2 separate regions of the Capra hircus genome follow, and region 2 is linked to region 1. The links are chromatin contacts, called in public Hi-C maps. All regions are on one chromosome and are shown on one strand. Each heading gives the region's core, a stretch centred on a gene start, on an enhancer-like site or on the middle of the called end of the contact. The rest is flanking DNA. Distances are from core to core; before and after follow the strand shown.

The links. Hi-C and Micro-C count contacts between places; a contact is called where the count stands out from the background.
Region 2: a contact with region 1 is called in a Hi-C map of blood, with 2.5 times the contacts expected there. The contact joins the promoter of ELMO1 here to the enhancer-like site in region 1. A contact is called at or near these places in 2 of 5 Hi-C or Micro-C datasets (both in blood).

Annotation. Positions count from the first base shown.
Region 1 is chr4:60,091,346-60,094,800 of ARS1.2, reverse strand. The region is part of intron 13 of ELMO1 (engulfment and cell motility protein 1); the gene reads left to right. Among named protein-coding and RNA genes, the nearest start is that of ELMO1, 240 kb to the left of the region's middle. Within about 2 kb of position 2,005, at least 1 of the 5 cell types and tissues checked has an H3K27ac peak or open chromatin away from gene starts, as enhancers often do.
Region 2 is chr4:60,330,927-60,334,610 of ARS1.2, reverse strand. ELMO1 (engulfment and cell motility protein 1) reads left to right here and starts at 1,996. Exons shown (of 22, transcript XM_018047160.1): 1 at 1,996-2,446.

The DNA.
Region 1 (3,455 bases), core at 756-3,255:
ATAAAAAAGGGACAACTAATTAGTCTGGGTTGCTCTGCACGGAAGCTCTGGCAAGTCCTAGTCAGTCCACCCAGCCCCAGCCTGCCCCTTCCACCCGAGGGAGGGACCTTTTACAGACTGTGATGAAGGGATAACTGAACTCCCTGAATGTTTAGGTTCAGTCTGGATGAAATCACAGGCAGTTACCACATGGACTTGTTGCCCAGAACCACATCTTCTATCTTCTGCCTCATGGACACTGTGTTCTGGTCCATTCTGTTCAGAAACCCCCTTTCCCTATTCAAAATGCAGTGAGGCCCCAGTCCTAATCATTTCTAGTTTTGCTCCATCTGAAAGGAAACTAACAGAGCACTGTGCATCTGAGAGAGGACATGGCAGCCCACTCCAGTCAGTATTCCTGCCTGGAAAGTCCCATGGACAGGAGAGCCTGGTGAGCTCCAGACCATGGGGTCACAGAGAGTCAGGCATTACTGAACTAGCCGAGAGATAGAGTTATTAGTGAAGCCTGAGCAGAATCAGCCAGCAGATGGAGTAAACCCACAGCCACTGACGACTCTCAATCAGACCTCACCCCCGACAAACTCAGGAGTATCAGCCACTGGGACACCCAATTATATTACAGCTTTGCTTGTCAGCCTGCAGAATTTGAAACTGTAGGGCCAAGACAAGAAGCCTTAGGATATCTTCAGGAGGTCTGCTTAGCCTTCATCAAGGTCCTACAGAAGCTAGGACCATTCTAAGATGCCCACCTGGCCTCTTTGTTAAATGAGATTGTCCGCTGTTCATAGCCAGTGAGCATTTATGTGTAGCACCCACATCTCCTGATGCTCATTCCCAATTATTTTTCCTTATGCTGTCTTGAAAAATTTTATATGGGGCGTAAGAGTCTATACATCGAAGATTTTCTTCTGTCTTAACATGGAAATGCGAGAAAGAACCCATTGTAAATAGAAAATCCAGATGAATATTGACTGTAGAAACAATGATAATAATAATGTATTTGGGGGTTTAAAAACATACATAATTAAAATGTGGAACAATAATATCTTGGAGTGTGTAGCAGAGTAAAAATGAACCAGCTGGGGCGTGGTACAAAGCTATTGTGGAAGTCTGAGCTGATTCTTGATATGTATTTCTCAGCTGAGTAGAATATTATGGATTCATTTTTCAACTTTTTCTTTTAGTAGCCATTTGTGACCTTGTGGACTGTAGCCCCCCACCCCCAGCCCCCTGCCGGCTCCTCTATTTGTGGGATTCTCCAGGCAAGAATACTAGAGTGGGTAACCATGCCTCCTCCAGGGGATCTTCCCAACCCAGGAATCAAACCTGTGTCTCTTGTGTCTCCTGCATTGGCAGGCTAATTCTTCGCCAGAGTGCCACCTGGAAAGCCCCTTTTAAGTAGCCATTCCTGGAATTAATTGTTCAGAGATATCACCAAGACTCCCATCTTGATGGTATGGGGTACTTGAACCTCCTGATCGTTTGTTTCCCTTTTATCCCTGCTTTTCTCTTCCTCACTTCAACAAATAGCAAGGGGATTGTGAAAGGGAAAGCCAAAGAAGGGCATTCATTGAGGATACTCAGAGTTTAAGCCAGAATTTGCAGGCAGTTCTGTCAGTCGCTTCCTTGATTGGCAGGTAAGAGTGTGGCAACTCCTCATTACAGGTAAAGAGAGGACCCCGTGGCCAGGATGGGCTCTGCCGTGCCTGTCTTGGATGTTTCCGATCAATGATGCACAGTGTAGCATCTATTGTCTTCACGTTTGGTTTTAAGTGCTGAGACCAAAGCATTGTGGAAGTTACGCGCACATAGAAGAATAAAAGTTAGCTCCCGAAAGTCTCTGGCAGAACCAGAAGGTGGGATCCTGGGCTTCATTTCTCCATCATTGAACTGAGGGGAGCAGATCCCTGGGCAGAGCTGCTGCGCGGCGGGCTTTTCTGGTTGGTGTGGTTGTAGGGCCGCCTTCCCCGCAGGGTCGCACCATCACACTTGCTGGTGATGCAGAGACGTCCAGAAGTTCCGTGCAGAGCACTTGCAGACTTTTCGTTTCTTCTTCCTCCTCGGCTGTCTGGCTGGGGTGGGCAAGGACCGTCCCGATGGGTGCGGTGTGTCTGGCTTGCAGGGGCAGCCCCCGCGCAGGCTCTCCGTCACTGTTGGGACTGACGGGTGGGCCCGTTACCGGTGCCTGACTGCGGTGTCGGGGCTTGTGCCGTCGCTGCAGTTCCATCAGGTCGGTGACTTCGTGCACGTGACAGGTTGCTTCCCTTCTCCCTTCCCTAGCAAGGGAGAGGAGCGCCGAGGCGCAAGAAGAGCTGGGGACAGTCTCATCTCAGAGTCAACCCCCAAGAGCCAGCTGTTACCCATGGATGCCGTGTGAAGATGGGGAAAAGTGCATCAACCCTATAAGGGACACGTGAATAACTGTGCTCTTGAAGTGCTTTATATTTTTAAAAGAAATATTGTAAAGGAAAATTTTTACAAACAAATGGACTGTGATTCATTGCCATGACAATATTTGAGCTTTGTTCTCCTCTCGTATTTTAATGTGATTAATTTTAACTCTAGCAGAATCTCTCAGGGGACTGTTGAAAACTGAGTGAGAGGATGGGTTTCTCCCGCTCTATTTTCCCCACTCTCCTCCTGTTCAGGACTCATCGTGCCTTTGTTGTTCTTCAGTCGCTAAGTCGTGTCCAGCTCTTTGCGACCCCATGAGCTATAGCACACCAGGCTTCCCTGTCCTTCACTGTCTCCTGGAGTTTGCTCAGACTCGTGTCTATTGAGTCAGGGATGCCATCCAACCATCTCGTCCTCTGTCACCCCCTTCTCCTGCCCTCAAGCTTTCTCAGCATCACTGTACCCAAGGTGGGCCATTTATCTCGTGTTAGTGCTGATTTGGAGAAGGCAATGGCACCCCACTCCAGTACTCTTGGAAAAATCCCATGGACGGAGGAGCCTGGTAGGCTGCAGTCCATGGGGTCGCTAGGAGTCGGACACGACTGAGCGACTTCACTTTCACTTTTCACTTTCATGCATTGGAGAAGGAAATGGCAACCCACTCCAGTGTTCTTGCCTGGAGAATCCCAGGGATGGGGCAGGCTGATGGGCTGCCGTCTATGGGGTCGCACAGAGTCAGACAGGACTGAAGCGACTCAGCAGCAGCAGCAGCAGTAGTGCTGATTTATAACCACTAGGGGGCGCGCTACACAAAGGCATGTGTGTTAGTTACTCTCCAGACAGAAGATATTTTCTATGAAGAGCAGCTCTTAGAAGGCAGAGTACTTGGTGGGGTAATTTTTAAAAGATTGAACCCTGGGCCAGCCAAAACCGTCTGCCTTAAACTTTAGCTTAAAATCCACAAGAATTTTGTCTCCTTGAAAACAATACTGTGGAGGCAACTTATTAAACAGTGTTAGTCACGAACTCCTTCAAGTTCCCCTCTCCTGGCATTCTTTCTT
Region 2 (3,684 bases), core at 747-3,246, 240 kb before region 1:
GGTTACCTTCAAAGATCTGAAAGGTTATCTCCCTAGGACGGATGTGACTTACTCCGTGTTAACTGCAGAGGGCAGAACTGGGACCAAAGGTTACAAAGAGGTGGCGTTGTCTAATTGCTGGGAGAAGTTCCCTGTCTACCTTTGGAACAATTATGACAGCTAACATTTACTGAATGTTCATGATGTCTGAGGCTGTCTTTATGTGCCTGAGCTAGAAAGTTGTGGATCAAATTCATACTTATTATTATAAGCATCTCATCATCATTAGTAAAGGCCCCATTTACTGACTGCTTATTAAATTACCTCATTTGATAGCTGCCCTGTTGACTGTTATTACTGTATCATTACTGTTTTACAGATGGGGAAATAAAGAAGTGAAATTACTTTCCTGGAATCATCCTGCTTTAAGTTATTGGTTTATAATGATCTGCACCCAAGTATTCACGCTCCTGATACTAACTCCTGGGGTTATGCATATAATAAGGGGTCAGATCAGAGTGGTTCACTAGAAATATAATGTGAGCCACTAATGAGAACCATGTGTATAATCTTATTTCTTCTAGTAGTTGCATTTAAAATGTAAAAAGAAACCAGTAAAATTATTTTAAATTAGTATATATAGCATACATTTATGTCTTAACCCAATAATTAACCCAACTGAATCATCACATCTAAACTATCGTCATTTGTTGGAATGATGTAATCAACATTAAAATTATTAACCAGCTATTTTATCTTCTATTTTCACATGAAGTCTAGTGTCTATTTTACACTTACAGAACATGTTAGCACTAGCCATGTTTCAAGCATTCAATAGCTGCTTGGAGCTCTTGGCTGCTAATGGACAGTTATTATTCAGTCGCTAAGATGTGTTCAACTGTTTTTGACCCCATGAACTGTAGCACACCAGGCTTCCCCATCCTTCACTCTCCCAGAGTTTGCTCAAATTTATGTCCATTAAGTCGGTGATGTTATCTAACCATCTCATCCTCTGCCGCCTCTGTCCCCTCTTGCACTCAATCTCTCCCAGCATCAGGGTCTTTTCCAAAGAGTTGGCTCTTTGCATCAGGTGGCCAAAGTATTGGAGTTTCAGCTTCAGCATCAGCCTTTCCAATGAATAATTAGGGTCAATTTTATTTAGCAGTGATTGGTTTGACCTCCTTGCAGTCCAAGCAACTCTCAAGAGTCTTCTCTAGTACCACAATTTGAAAGAATCAATTCTTTGGCAGTCAGCCTTCTTTATGGTCCAACTCTCACATCTGGACATGACTACTGTTAACAGGTTTGACTACATGGACTTTTGTTGTCAAAGTGATGTCTTTGCTCTCTAATACAGTCTAGGTTTATCATAGCTTTCCTTCCAAGGAGCAAGCATCTTTGAATTTCATGGCTGCAGTCAGTGCAGTGTTAAAATTTAAATCTCCTTTGGGGCCTAGGTGGTGGAGTGGGTGGGATCGAAACCTAAAAAGCATCTTTGCTTATATTCTAATGCCTCCCTGTCCCACTTTATCTCCTTTGCCAATTTGCAGGGAATGCATAGCAGTTGTCTTTTCCTTCTCTGGTAGAGCCAGCATAGATGCTTCAGAATTTGGAGAGGACAGGTGTTTCTCCTGTAACCTTCCAACAACTGTCATTTCCCTTCTGGCAGCAACTCAATTATCGTGCTTAATTTCTGCTTTGAAAAGGACTAAAGTAGGTTGTATGAATCAAATAATGTACCTTACAGACCAAATTGGGGATAGAACGTCTTGCTTTATGCAAAGTTATGCAAAATTAGGGAATCCCTGGCTTAATTGTTGAGAAATAAATCCCGTGGTCTGTAAGCGCACAGGTGACTGTGAGGAGGAGGAAACGTTCTGTTGTTAATTTTGTCGCACTGTCCAAGAGTCCAGGCAGAACGTCAAAGCAAACAGCCTCTTCAAGTAGCTTTAAAACGGCCCACCGAAGTTTCCCCTCAAAATCCCAAACCAACTGCCAAAATTGAAAGCTTGTAAAAAAAAATGCCACGCACTCCCGGCCTCCCGGAGGTGGCGCTATGAGGGTGACGGAGTTAATTAGTGCCTGCAAAACGCCGCTTGTGAGCTCATCCGAGAAGTCATGCTCTGCACACATATTATTTATAGCAGAACTGAGGCGTGCATAGTGTTTGACATTTCTCTTTAAGTAGGGGGACTTCAAAAAGTCGTGGGCACCCCCATCCCCCCCAGGCGAAGTGCGGTGCGCAGGCAGCAGGGGGCCGGCTGGAAGCGAACGCGCCAACCACGCGGGTCCCGGCGCAGGTGCCGGGGGCGCCGGCGGCCACTCCGCAGCGTCTGCTCTGTAGGAGAGTTCGCGGCTAATCTCGGGATGCCTTGCAGATGCAAAATGTGTCTCTGGCCAGCAGGAGGAAGGAAGAGGAAGTGAGAGCAGCGGCAGCCGGCGGCGCAGCAGCCGGCCGACCCGGAGTGTAAGTGCGTGTGCTCGGACAAGCGAGAGCGGGCGAGGATGGGCACGGGATAGATAGAGGCAGAGCCACTCACACCGCCGGGGCCCTGAGCTGGGCGACAGACTCTCCGGCTCCCCTTCCACAGTCGCGGGGTCGCCAGAGATCTTATCGCTGGGAACCCTCGCCGCCGCCGTCCTGCGACCCCGGGCAGGTTCGTAAAGTTTCCTGGGCTGGCGTGGCGCCCTGACTCGCTGACCTCAGCGCGGCCCGGGAGGGACCTGGGGCTGGGGTGAGGAGGAGGCGTCTTGCTCCGGGGGACTCTGGGCGCCGCGGAGACTTTTGTTTCCTTTCTGGGGGCGCCGCGTCGCAAGCGGGGGTGGCCCCGGGCTCGGCGGGGTGAAGGCTGCGGGCGCGCCTGGGCACTCCGCAGTTGGGGAAGTCAGGGCAGAGGGGGAGGCGGCAGGAGGAATGGGAGCCGAGCGAGGGGCTCCGAGGAGGGGGCGCAGGGCTCGTGACCGAGGAACCAGCCGAGACGTTTCGGCCAGGGCCGGTTGCAGGGGGTCGACCTGGGGTTGCGGTGCTGGAGCCGGGGGACTGGGGACTCAGGACAGGGAGAGTGGGATTGGGGGCTTGGGCACCACAGAGGGTGCGCGGGAGAAAAGACTGGCAGCGAGGACTCCCGGCTTTTCTCAGGCGCTCGAAGATGGGAGGGAATCCCCCGGCGAGCGCGCTCCTGGCAGGGGGCGGTGATGGGCTAGAGGGGTGGAGGGCCTGGAGGGACGCGAAGGGGCGGCAGGGGCAGCTGGGAGCCCCGGACGACTGTTAGTAAATACCCGCCTCCCCGGGACACTCCGAAGTCCCGGCTGGGACCCGGAAAGGAGGTGGGGGAAGTCGGTGGATGATCCTGGCATCAGAGGAGGGGCGCACCGGGCGCGCCTTCAGGGAAGGGAGGTAGCCGAGCTCTGGGGGCCCTGGAATCCGAAGCGGAGCGGGGCGGCTAAGATCGCAAGAGTAGCTTTGAGGAAGAGGAAATACAGAACTCAGCTGGCCGTGGGGTGCGCGCGTGTGTTTGGGGTTGGGAAGTCCGTGTGGTGCCGCGGGCGCGCGCGAGGGCGGCGAGCGTGTGTGTGTGTGTGTGTGTGTGTGTGTGTGTATGTGTGTGTGTGTGTGTCAGAGAGAGAGAGAGAGAGAGAGACCGAGAGACCCAGAGGGGCTCTGGAGCCGTGGAGTCCACGCCGCCGAGTGACCCTCTGCCGCCT